Linked DNA regions of Hordeum vulgare: region 1 is linked to region 2. Evidence: chromatin contacts called from public Hi-C data. All regions are on one chromosome and are shown on one strand. Each heading gives the region's core, a stretch centred on a gene start, on an enhancer-like site or on the middle of the called end of the contact. The rest is flanking DNA. Distances are from core to core; before and after follow the strand shown. Region 1 holds the start of LOC123424419 (alanine aminotransferase 2). Region 2 holds the start of LOC123424404.

Region 1 (6,797 bases), core at 1,637-4,136, 230 kb before region 2:
ATTGATAACCACCAAAGCCCTAACGTTGATGCCTCTTGACCGAGCATCTTCAAGTTGCTTCTTAACATCAGAGGTTTCCAAACCCCAGCCCGTCGATTCATTGAGATAGTATGGGACCTGAAAGATATGCTCCCAATTCAGGATTTTGCGCTGCATGAAACATCACTATAGTAAAGTTAAACATCTTTTGCCAGGCAAACAGGGCGGGTACATACAAGAGCTCCGCCATGAAGAGCTATGGAAGCCGAGTACAAGGGGTACTGAGGAATCGGGACAAGAATGCCATCTTTCTCATTCCTTATCAGTAATTGCATCATCAGGTGCACCTAAAAAGGGAAGAGTAACATGATATCAGCGTTAACTACTTTCTGTGTGTTCATACATTGTCTAGCAATCGAAGGACAGCGTAAATTTCATACCCCAGGACTTGCTCCATCTGTGAGAAAAATGTCATCAGCATTAGCAGGGAATCCATCTCGTGAAGCGATCCCAGAAGCAATTGCATCACGAAGTCCTTTAATACCCTAGGAGAATGATTAAAAAAAAGTGAATGCAAGATTCCACATTTTTCTCCTTGCGGCAAGTAATAAACTGTGCAATGAGACGATTACCTGGCTATGGCTGTATGCTCCTGTTGCTCTTCCAGGTATCATGGCAAGAATCTGCTTTGCTCGAGAAATAGAATCAGCACTGCAACAAGCTGAAGCATCAGGTATCATATGCCACAAGTTCACGCTAAGACAAATGAATTAGTTCTAGGTATTTTTCATAATCAATCAGAAGTGGCAACACACAGCAAGTATCGATTTTTAGCACCTATAAAGTATCGGCTTGAAATGTTGCAGATTGATATGTCACACTATGGCAATACTTTTACTCCACAATTGAGCTTTTGAAATTATTCAAGTTCATTTGAACCGCAAAAAATTAGCATGATAGCGCTTGGTTAAGGGTATCCGTCACATATCCTCCCATACTAAGTTCTCCTTGCGTTTCTTTCATGCTGATGAGCTGCAATGATGTCAACATTCACCTGAACAATGTTTTGATTTCCTCTCTTTGCAACAGGTCTGGATGATCACAAAGGGCAAGAACCTGTAATATGCCATGTAAGAATCCAGCAGAACAAACTTTAAACTCTGCAGGTAAAAAATTCACATACCTCCCTGAAGAATGTAACTGGTTGCTGACCAAGAGATTGTGGGTTCCCAATGTTACAATAGAGGATCTGTAAGGGGAAAAACTGAATGAGCTAAGAAAATGTAGAACATAACAAGAAAACTATCTATAACATTAGCGTGCAGAATCTATGCTTAAGTACCTCATCAAAAGGTAGAGACCCTGGTTGAGTCTTTAGCTGTTCCTGCAAGCGCTGGAAACAAAAACAAAATTACCTGGTTAATCAATTTCTAAGTACTTAATGGCACATGAACTGGTGTCTTCCAGGAAATGCCAGGTAAGTTGCTCTGTTTTTAAAAGCATGCCAAACTACTACTAATACCGAACGATTGCTTGTCAAAAGTCAGAATAAAAGTGCAACCCACTTATCTTTTATTAGACTTGCTGAATATCTAAGAACACGACTAAAGAGTTAGCTAAACTCTGAATACAGCAGATTTCAAATTACTGAAGTAACACTTGTTGGTTACTTGAAATACCTGAGCATGGATGACAATCTCTCCACGCACAGCATACTCACATTTTAAAACCTGCAACAGTCATAAGATAATTAGCAAAGTGGCTAGGTATTAAAAGTGCACATAGTTGAGCAAGTGATGGTCAAAAATTAATCAGTGACTCAAACAAACATAGCACAGAATGCCAGTACATTCTTGAAAGTGGAAAGATAATGAACTTATAATCATGGCATGGATGTGGACGGAATGCTATACTGTCATATGACCATGTAAAGGTAATAAGACGTCCAGGTGAAAGAATATGTGCACAGAGACAAGTGGTCGGTTCACCATATGCCCTGTCACCAACTACAACATGTTAAAAAAATCCACATGTTTTGTATCCCCTGTCACCAAACTGCAACATGTGAAAATATTCACAAGTGACAAATTGGCAACTGAACCGAAAAGCATCTAGATGTCATCGTACACTCAGCATCAAGATGTCATTGTTTTATAGTGCGAAGCAAACAAAGGATGCTGACTGCCACCGTCACACAAAAAACTGCATGCCAGCAGAGCAGCTCAATAGTACTGAGATCTACCTGTTGCCTAGTTTCTCCCCTCTATTTTAGCGGAAACTGACAGCATCAAGGTAAAAACATTACACTACAGTACAGATTACACAGCTAATAACTTGTAATCAACTGCTGAATAACTCTAATTTGCAGACCAAGAGTTCATCAGTTCACTCTGAATCAAAATCAAAGCATCTCCAGATCATAAGTTTGCATAAGAAAAATCCTGGCTTTCAAGTCCAGACTGTCAGATCCAGAACACTAAAGCGGAATATCCAAGCGTATCGACCAACTAGTAGCACACAAGCGCACGACTGAATCAGAAACAAGAAACTAAGAACAGCCCGAGGAAGTAACGCCACATCAAGCAGAAGCCCCACTACCAGACTCGCAGATCAAATCAACAACCCGCCCCCGCCTCGCCGGAGCCGCCCGAGAAAAAAGAAGAGCAAGAAAGAGAAGCGTCCCTCACCTTGGGGTTCAGGTTGTCCACGGCGACGGTGGCAGCCATGGCGAGATCAACTAAGACGAAGGGGGCGGCAGAGCAGCGAGTATCTTCCGACGCCTCTAGCTGTCCGTCTATCTCTTTCCGCGGTTTTGTGGCGAGTCGGAAGGGAGAAAGGAAGGCGCTTTTATAAAGATAAAGAAGAAGGAGAGATCGGGAGGAGGCAAACAAAACAAGAAGGTGTTCACCCACAGGAAGGGAAGGAGGAATGGAAAGCGGGGGGAAGCCGCGGGATTGCGGGTGGGCCCGCGGGCGCCGCCAACCTCCAGCTGCGGTTTCGTCTCGGCCTTTGCTCTCTCACTGCCAGAAAGTGTCAGGATCTGCTGCTCCAACAAAGTCCGCCCAATCCCATTGCGTCCACGTTGAGCCTTTCTGTCATCTTATATGTGTGGGTTGCAAATTTTCCCTTTGCCTTTTTGTGCTTCCTATTGTTTGTCTTTGCTTTTCGGCTCCGTGAAAGGTTGGAGAAGGAGTTTGCTATGGCCACACACACACATGGGAAGAATTTGCCAATCCTTCTTATGTGTGCACTTACTAAATAATTGCCGTGTGTTGCAACGGAATATAAATATTTTAGTATGTTTGTTTCTGCTTTACATGCCCATATTGATGAATTGTGTAAATAAATGTTCATGAAATCATCCCATGATTTATCTATGTAAATAAAATCACTTATTTGGTAATAACTTATTGTTTTACCAAAAAAATATAGTCTTATTTGATAAGTTACTAGTACACGCGGGACAATTATTAAGATAGAGATAAGAGGGGGAGTAAAAAAAGGAGGAGGAAAAAAGTGTGTAAGGTTAGACGAATCACTCTGTCTGAGAGGAAAAGAAACATTATTCTTTTAAATAGTAAAGTGGAGATAAGGGCAACTCCAACTTCCTTCACCCAAACGGACACCACCAAATGGGAGTGTACATTTTCGAACATGTACATGAACTAAAGGGAAGAAAGGGAGGGAAAATATGCATAAGGTTAGATGAAGCACTTTGTCTTGCAGAAAAAAGAACATTAATCTTTTTAAATAATATAAGTTGAGGTAAGGGCAAATTCAACGCGGTCCCAAAAAACGGACACCACCAAATGTGAGCAGACACTTTCGAACATGTCCGTAGACAGGAATAGGGATAGAGGCCATCTAGCCGCATGCACCAAATGTCTGCTCCCATACCAATTTAAACATATGTTTCATAGTTATAAATATATGCAATCACTATAAATAAGCACAGGATGTTCAATAAGTTTTTACATCCAATCGATCCCAAAAGTTGTGAGTCATGTTGTCCACATCAAAGACCTCACTCTTCGGTTGGTCGAGTCTCCTCTATTTCGATGAAGTGTTTCAACATGCTCGCGCGGTAGGCTAGGATAATCTTCGTTCCTTCAGGGTCGAAGTCCGACGTCTTCACGAGCAACATTTTGGAGCCCTCGCAAGTAGCCTTGATCTCAAGGTTATTCTCTTGGAGCTTGAGCTTCTTGTCTTGCATCTCCATGAAGATGTCAAAAGTCTTCGCCTTTTTTCATCCTTCACCTTACTGCACCCGACACATGCCACCTATGTCTTCTTCATGATGACCTATCCATCATCTTGGTAGCCGCCCCAACTCGCTTCTCCTTCACCTCCTGCCACTTCATCCCCTAGTTCCTAATCACCTTCTTGGGTGGAGCAAAACCATCTTGTGTTGGAACAGTTGGATCACCGCCTTCTTCATCGATCATGGTGGTCGTGAAGAAATTGGCAATAGCAAACAACAATGCATACATATGAAGTGATCATTCTCCATCTTTGTGTATAATGTGCACGCACATAGAAGCTCGCAAAGGAAGACAATGTGTGGTCAACAAGTTGAGATAATCCACAAATCAGTGAATGATCAACACATAAAGCAACATGCCACAAGACCTATGAGCTCTTGTAGTGCCGCACCACTTGGGCATCGGGTTCTCACTTGATTTTAGAAGACGCAAAATTTGTATGTGCTCTTATATGGTTACCATCGACTGGTGGGCAACTTTGTGTTGCGTTGACGGATCACTTCCTTGTGGCAGGGATCGTAGTGCTTTTTCTCGTGAAACCAAACATGCACGCTATGCCACAACGCCGAGCCCCTTTGCTTCATGCCTTGAAATGCGTCCACACTACATGCCAACCATGCCTCGCAAAACAATTCATCCTCCTACAAGGAGAAATTTAGTCACCTTTGTTTCTTCTTGGGTCGTCGCCCGGCACCCATGGCTCGCCTGAACTCCGGATCCATATCCGCCTACTAGGTGTCCAGCTGTTGGGTACAAGCTTGTTTGGAGTCTGGTTGCGACTGTTCCTTCGGCTAGGAGTCATTACTTATTCATCTTTGCGTCCGCCATTTGTCGTGGATAATGTAAATCATCGCCTGGTCAAATGTCGTGATCCCGCTAGGTTGACGTGTTCTTGTAAACAATGACCCGACTGTTGGTGAATGTTGCATGGGAAACAAAAAAAATCCTACGCACACGAAGACCTATCATGGTGATGTTCATCTACGAGAGGGAGATTTGATCCACATACCCTTATAGATCGCTCAGCGGGAAGCGTTAAGAAACGCGGTTGATGTAGTGGTACAGCTTCGTGATTCAAATCATCGTCGTCCCACGATCTGTTCCGATTTAGCGCCACGGACGGCACCTCCGCGTTCAGCACACGTACAACTCAATGACAATCTCGGCCTTCTTGATCCAGCAAGAGAGTCAGAGAAGTAGATGAGTTCTCCGGCAGCGTGACGGCGCGCCGGTGTTGGTGATGACCTATTCCTACAGGGCTCCACCCGAGCTCCGTACAAATCTAATCTAGAGGAAGAACTACGAGGTGTAGGTTTGAGTTGCACGTGGCAAAAGTTGTGTCTCAAAAGCCCTAAACCTCTAGTATATATATAGGAGGAGGGGAGAGGCAGCCTTGGGCAGCCTTGGCGCACCAAGGAAACCGTCCTTGGGTCGGCCGAAGTGGGAGGGAGGAGCCCTTCTCCAATCCCACCTGGATTAGGACTCCTTCCTTATTTTCCCACCTCTTTTGGTTTTTCCACTTTTTCCTCATGGGCTTTCCTTGGATGATTTTGTCAGCCCATTATACCTTATCATCCAATAAACCCACGTGGACCCCTTGGGGCGTGGTGGGCCGACCCAGTGGGCCCCCGGAACCCATTCGTCACTCCTGGTACACTACCGGTAATGCCCGAAAACTTTCTGAAATCCAAACACCAACTTCCTATATATCAATCTTCATTTTCGAACCATTCCGGAAACCCTCGTGACGTGTGTGATCTAATACGGGACTCCGAACAACCTTCGGTCACCAACACATGTAACTCAACTATACTAAAACATCATCGAACGTTAAGTGTGCAGATCCTGCGGGTTCGAGAACTATGCAGACATGACCCGAGACACTTCTCGGTTAATATCTAATAGCGTGACCTGGATGCCCATATTTGATCCTACATATTCTACGAAGATATTATCGGTTGAACCTCTGTGCCAAGGATTCATATAATCCCGTATATCATTCCCTTTGTCCTTCGGTATGTTACTTGCCCGAGATTTGATCGTCGGTATCCCTATACCTATTTCAATCTCGTTACCGGCAAGTCTCTTTAATCGTTCTGTAATACAAGATCCCGTGACTCACACTTGAGTAACATTGCTTGCAAGGCTTGTGTGTGATGTTGTATTACCGAGTGGGCCCCGAGATACCTCTCTGTCATACGGAGTGACAAATCCCAGTCTTGATCCATGCTAACTCAACGGACACCTTCGGAGATACCTGTAGAGCACCTTTATAGTCACCCAGTTACGTTGTGACGTTTGATACACACAAGGTATTCCTCTGGTGTCAGTGAGTTACATGATCTCATGGTCATAGGAATGAATACTTGACGCGCAAAAAACAATAGCAATAAAATGTCACGATCACATGCTACGTTCATAGTTTGGGTCTTGTCCATCACATGATTCTCCTAATGACGTGATCCCGTTATCAAGTGACAACACTTGTCTATGGTCAGGAAACCTTGACCATCTTTGATAAACGAGCTAGTCAACTAGAGGCTTACTAGGGACAGT
Region 2 (6,850 bases), core at 4,130-6,629:
GTGTGCTAGCATACGTCCCTTCAAATCAGAACTTCTTGCACGGATCGGCGGGCGTGTATTTTTTGTTTTTGAGAATTAGTTCTACCGCTTGATTATTACGTAACCAAGCTATGACATGTGCAGTGTTGTTGTAACGACAATGGATTGGATTAATAAACTGTTTGCAATGTTACCTGACAGTTCTATGTTGCATCTATTAAGCTTAGATGAAAACTTTTCTCAAATTGTACGATTTATTTACCAAGACCTATTTGTTCCATATCATGAAATCATGTCAATCTTTCATGAATTTTAACTTAGCTGGTGATTTGCTGGAATTTGAAAACAAAGACTCTCAATGTTTGCGGCCGAGCCATGATGCCGAAATTTTTGAAATTTATTGTCTTTCCTTGCATGGGAATAAACATGAACCCAAGACGTAAATTTTGATTTTCTAGTTCATTTTGGTGCACAACCACGTGTGTTTAGAGTTCAAATTGGAAATTTCTAAATTAAATCCCTAAGGAATCAATTTAATGTATGAAATGTATTAAATTTCTCTAAAGCTTCAAATTTTCGCACGATGCTCTTATTGTCACATGTTCACTAAAGAAAAAGTTGGACATGCATGCCTCGAAGTGGCGGTGGTGTGCTGGGACGGGTTGGGTGGGGGTCCAACATAGTATGTGTCGTGAGCCATCGTGTGGGGTTGTTCGGTTTGTGAGGAACGTGCCAAATCAAAAGTCATGCATTGGGTATTTAAAGCATCTCATGCCCTTTTCATGCATATGGTTGTGTCACATGCGGTGGTGGTCCTTGTACACTCCCTCGTGCGGTTACCAGCAACATACCCATTTGATGCCCCCTCCCCCGCGCGGTCTATCAATTTGAATGGTGCGGCGAGAGGGGTTGATCAAAGGTTGATTCATCTTTTGGTATGTGTTTCGGTGTAGATCATGGTGAGATTCCACATGAAAGTTTGAGCGCATGTGTACACGTGCTCCCAAATTGCTTTCCACCCAATCAATCTCGTCTACCCAAGCCAAATCTATGAGGGAGTGATTGAGTGTTGCGGAGACTATCTTTTGAAGCACAAGAGCAAGGAGTTCATCATACTACCACATATATTACCTTTTGGAGAGTAGTGTCTCCTATATTGGTTAGGTGTCTCTTGGGAGCCTCCTACTTCGTGTTGTGGAGTTGAACCAAGAAGTTTGTAATGGCAAGGAGATCACCTGTTTCGTTAAGATCTACCCCGAGTGAGGCTAGTCCTTCGTGGAAGTAAGCCATGGTGGAATAGACAAGGTTGCTTCTTCATGGACCCTTTATGGGTTGAGCCCTCCGTGGACTCGCGCGGTCGTTACCCTTCATGGGTTGAAGTCTCCATCAACATGGACATACGATAGCACCACCTATCAGAACAGCGCCAAAAATCTCCGTGTCAATCTTTGCGTTTGACCTTCCTATCCCTACCATCTATTTACATGTGCATGTCTTTACTTTCTGCTGCTATACTCTTAGACTTGCATGTGTAGGGTGTGCTTGACTTGCTACAATTGTTAAAACTTGCCCACAACTAAAATTAGGAAAAGGTTAAGTTTTATTTGGTCAAGTAGTCTAATCACCCCCCCCCCCTCTAGACATACTTCGGATCCTACAAGCTTACAACTACCACTTATGTCATCGCATGTTACTTATGAGTATACATAGTTGACTTAGGTTAACAACAAAATCACAAATGTGATGAATAGGACAAAGATTATGAAGTCATTTAGTCTACTTAGCCAAACTGACATGCAGCCTTGCGTACTACATGATTGCTCTTCTATTTGACTACGAACTTGGAGTAATAATCCCCTGCCCCGACTCACGGGCTTCTCGACCACCATGGATGCATCTCGTCCCACCCAACTACACACGACCTCCCTAGAGAACACGGGGAAGAGAAGGGGTGCTGCTGCAAAAGGCACGTCGTGGGAGTGGCTTCTTGTGTGAGTCTCGACTTGCTGGAAGGCGGTGTTGCAAGGACACACCACTGTTGCAAGTGTCATTGTGAGGTCCTAAGTAGTGCGGCGATGGCAGGCGATGATGCTACGAAAGATGGCGACCATGTTGTTGCTGCTGCAATGAGAGCAACACTGTTCTATAAGCGGCGCATTGAGTCAGTGGCGAATATTTGTGAGTGGATGGTGGCACTGCAAGGGATGTGGCGTAAGGTGAGAAGGAGATGACCCTCTAAGTCTACAAGCAACAAATGATGTCAATCATGTTGTAAAGGGGGTCGTCGTAGGTTGGTGCTGCAAATGATCAATGCCGCACAAAGGAGCAACTATCAAACATTAGTGTTGCAAAAGAGATGCGGGCTGCGAGGGCAAGAGACCCCGTGGGGGCGCATGTGATTCGAGGGTGTTTGCACGTCACAACAATTAGGGTGCTGTGAGGGATTCATGCAAAGTCATCCACCAATGCTCAACACGAGGGTGGCGTTATGACAATAACAGTGCGTGTTATTAAGATGACAATCCATGTTGTGGGGCCAAAAGTGGTGCGAGGAATGTCCATGCATTTTGTGAGCCTAGTGGCGAGGGACAACAAAGCCTGCTGCGAGAGAGGTCATTGAGTTCCCCGAGCAGCACCACAGCTGTCACAGTAAGGGAGCTGTGTAGCACGTGGGAGCTAGAAGGGAGCGGGAAGGAACAAGATCAAGCGGTTCGTGTGTTGCGTCACATAGTGCTGTAGGAGGCTGCTTAGCCCTTGCGCTACCGTCGACTGATGCTAACGTGCTACGACTTTCATGCTAGTTGCTCAATCTGTTGCTTGTTTTGCTCTAACCAGCTAAGCTACCGGAACCACTTGCCCAAAGACTCTTTTATTCATGAGTAAAATACACCCGAGGTCCTAAAAGTATTCCAAGTGTGTCAAGTAGGTGCTAAAAGTTTGAAACCGTTCACCGCAGGTCCTAAATATGTGTAAATCGTTCACTGCGGGTCCTAAAAGTATTCGAAGTGTGTTAAGTAGGTCCTAAAAGTCATGCGTAAAATACACATATAACCCGCGGTGAACGATTTCAAACTTTTAGGACCTCCTTAACACACTTTAAATACTTTTAGGACCTCCGTTGTATTTTACTTTTTCTTCATCTATGAACATCCTACTTGCAATGAAGGAGCTTGCTCAAGAATCGAGAGCCAGCTAGCCGTTCAGGGATGTCTTCTTTGCTATGGACGCTACGAAGAATAAGAAAGGGGAGCTTTGCTAGTAGTCACTAAAAACAGAGGACAGACAAGTCATTATGCAATGTAAAACCTGGATTACAGTTTATGAACGTACTACGTAGCGGCGCTGCATATATGCGTTGTCGTGCGGCACTTTCTACACACTCTCTACCACTGCCTGAGCTAGAGCTACGCTTCCTGTCATCGCTGATGCAAAGTAGTAAAGAAAAGGAGCATGCACCAGCTGTCTTGGTAGAGCATGCAGTAGTAGGCCCCTAATGCATATGTCACGTCATAGGCTTAGCTACTGCAGGCAGCCACTAATACAAACTTGCTAGCTACACTAAAAGGCCATCAGCCGCTATTCACAAAACTGTGTTGTGTGTTCTTGACTTTTTCTTACAAGGATTATCGCTGACCAAGTACGAAAATGTTTACATGTCCAGAACAAAAATTAGCTTAAGGAAAAAATTCATTTGCATTGATTTCTTCTTCTTGTATAGGTCGTTGCCAAATTTCTAACACCTATTTTCCATAGTGTTTGCCCCACTCGTCAATTTCATACTACTAAGTTGTCTTTTTTACATGAAGTTTTGTGACAAGATGTAAAACCTAGTTGCCATGCTATTTTGCCGTGCTTGCCAATTTAAAATCAAGTTGTGGCATCGTAAGCTTGTTGGAGGATTGTAAAACCTAGTTGTCATACTGTTTTCTTGCACTTACCAATTAAATTCTACCAAGTTGTCGTTTAATAAAGCATGCCGTGGCTTGTCAGACCTAGTTGTCATCATGTTTTCTTGCGCTTACTAGTTTAAAATCAAGTTCTCGTATCTAAAGTTTCTTGGAGGCTTATAAAACCTACTCCCTCCGTCCGGAAAAGACCGGACATCTAGTATTTATAAATTGTCCAAGAAAGAGTGTTAATCTACAACCCCAATGCATATTGTATTTTATCCAGCCGTCCTTAATTGACTCATGCATCAACTTGTAGCCTAGTTATTGGTCGCATGCTCATTTTAGCCCCTTTGATTTCTGCCTTAATTACTGCATGCAACCAATATTCATTTAATGGTCTTTTTTCACTGGTTGCATGCACACATGTGTCTTTCAATGTTCTGTGTTAATTAGGTCATGGGAGCAAAGTCAGCTCTTTCCTTGATCTATGTGTAAATCACTAAACGTGCAGTCTTTAGCGGACGGAGGGAGTAGTTGTCATGGTGTTTTATTGCACTTGCCAATTAAATTCTATCAGGTTGCCATTTAATAAAGTATGCCATGACTTGTAAGACCTAGTCGTCACCATGTTTTCTCACGTTTTCCAGTTTAATTGTATCAAGTTGTCATTTCATAAAAGTTTGCCAAAGGTTTGTAAAAACATAATTGCCATGGCGTTTTGTCGTGCTTGTTAGTTTGTATGTACTAAGTTGTCATATTGTTTGATAAAGCTTTCGACTTTGGTAACAATTAGTTGTTAGGGATTTTTTATTATGCTTGTCTAGCCGGTTGCCATTTTAATTCTACAATGTAGTTTGTCTTGAAATTTTGTTATGCATCTATGGGTGGCTGCACTGAAAAAATAAGATATTTTCTCAATGTCGAAAAAGAAAACAAAAAAAAAACACAATCATTACTTACTTGGTATGTTACAAATAAGAGTAGAGTAAAATCCTGAAACAAAGTAGAATAAAAAGGTTAACCGTTATGCAAGAGGGATAGTATAGAAAAAGTGAAAAGGACAAAAGGCACATGCTGTAAAGTGCTACAAACACACCATATATGTCGTGGTCCCCTAATATTTCCTCGATCATATGGCTCCCAAGCATGCGGTCCCCTTCGATCTAATTAGATAGGACCATGAACGTGACATGCAGTGGATCGAACGCTCGAACGTCCGCCCATGTAAACGCAGCCGTGCGCACGTTGTAGATTAGATTTCTCGTACAGTTTATATAATCTGACATCCAAACATGCTCACATAAATTATTTTTATAAATCAAATTATATAATCTATTTTTATAATCTAAATTATCATAATCTATTATGATTGCAAATAAGGCCTAATTATCCGTGGATGCTAAAATTGATCCAAACCCGTTCTCCAATGGGTAATTACCCGTCGGGATAGAGTAACGGGTACCCGTACCCCGTTCCGTCTTGCGTCGACGCATCCACTCGGGCGCACCGCCAGTCCGCCAGGCAGGTGTGGCGGAAACGACTCCATTTCCCAACCAACCAACCAACCAACCAAGTACCAACAGCCGCCCGTGGCCGATCCATGGCGACGGCGTCGCGGCTGCTGCCGCCCTTCCCCCCTCCAGCGGCCCCGACATCCCGCCACGCAACTCTCCGCGCCGCTCCTCGCAGCTGCAGCCTCGCCATCCCGAGCCTCCGGTGCCGCGCCTCCGCCCCAGCGGCCGTTGACGCTGCTGGCGCGCCGCTGCTGCTGGAGGACCGCGCCGGCACGGTGTCCATCCGAGAGTTTGTCACGCTCGATGAGCTCCACGCCGCCGTGCGCCTCCGCGTGCGCACCTTCTACGAGTACGCCCGCGACACTGTCGGGGCCGAGGTGATCCATCCCTTCAATCAGTCTCATATATCCATCTCTTTCCTGCTTGTGTGCCATGTGAGCTGTTAGCTTTCAGAGAAGTACCAACAAGCGAGGAGGCAACCAAAGATCTGGGTGTTCGTTTCCCGAACGATAGTGTGCCAAAATTGATCTCTTTTTGCAAACACGCAAAATCAGTCCTGGCCTCGTAGATGACACGACCTTGGAAATTGATGTACATGCATTGGTTTGTGATTATAATAATGAGAGCTTCCATTTTGCTAGTGTATACTGTTTGTTTTTTCCTTTCATCAGTTCTATGAAGGCCAGTAGTATAACCGATCCGGAATATCCTTGTATAGAAAAAAATGTTGCTGGTGTAAGTAAGATAGAGTATTTAGGAGTAACACGGTATCAATAGTACTCGTAATAGGAAGAGTGACTTCAGGAGGACTTGAACTTGACAGCCTTGTTCCCAGGATCACAATTTATGCCCTTTCTAAATCCAAGTTTTCAGTGATAATTGTTTTAAAAGAGGTGTTGGATGGTGTTAAGTTGTGAAGGCAAATTCATTCAGATATGGCCATGTTTTCATGTTTTTCCTTCGCAGGCAGAACGAAGTGTTGACTATAATTATTCTTATAGTCCATACTACTTTATTTCTGCTCAATTCACTGCCTTCTGGCCAAGTCTATTCTAAAGTTAGTAGACAGTCATCTAGTTGCAAAACGGTGCAACCTTGTTCAAAATTGCTTTCCTTCTATGTTTATAGTATGTGTGTTTTTCTTTTGAGGATTTATAGTATGTGTTTTCCTTCTATACTTTCCATGCATTTCCTTCCTTTTTTTCTTTCCCTGAATGCATCATTGAATCATCATATTTATGAATTAATAATTTAATTTTACTTATTGTCAAGTTCTATTAGGATCACAGGAAAGGTCTGGCAGAGAGGGAATATGAAGCATTACAAAATCGGATTTCTGGGAATATGATTAATTTTCGGAGAGTCTCTTGTATAAATGGGACAGTGCCACTGTTGCCATCGTTGATGCCAGCAGAGGAGCTTTGTTCAACATGCAAGGTATAATGGTAATATAGACGCTGTGCCCTT

The links. A called contact is a pair of places that touch in the nucleus more often than the background predicts.
Region 1: a Hi-C map of leaf shows a contact between it and region 2, with 5 times the contacts expected there. The contact joins the promoter of LOC123424419 here to the promoter of LOC123424404 in region 2. A contact is called at or near these places in 4 of 6 Hi-C or Micro-C datasets (leaf and seedling) and 1 of 1 datasets of contacts at active chromatin or transcription factors (embryo).

Annotation. Positions count from the first base shown.
Region 1 is chr1H:66,154,739-66,161,535 of MorexV3_pseudomolecules_assembly, reverse strand. LOC123424419 (alanine aminotransferase 2) reads right to left here and starts at 2,886. Exons shown (of 15, transcript XM_045108034.1): 1 at 2,667-2,886; 2 at 1,659-1,709; 3 at 1,322-1,372; 4 at 1,163-1,228; 5 at 1,034-1,095; 6 at 612-690; 7 at 420-524; 8 at 216-326; 9 at 1-117. The coding sequence starts at 2,705.
Region 2 is chr1H:65,930,131-65,936,980 of MorexV3_pseudomolecules_assembly, reverse strand. LOC123424404 reads left to right here and starts at 5,379. Exons shown (of 4, transcript XM_045108025.1): 1 at 5,379-5,760; 2 at 6,665-6,820. The coding sequence starts at 5,470.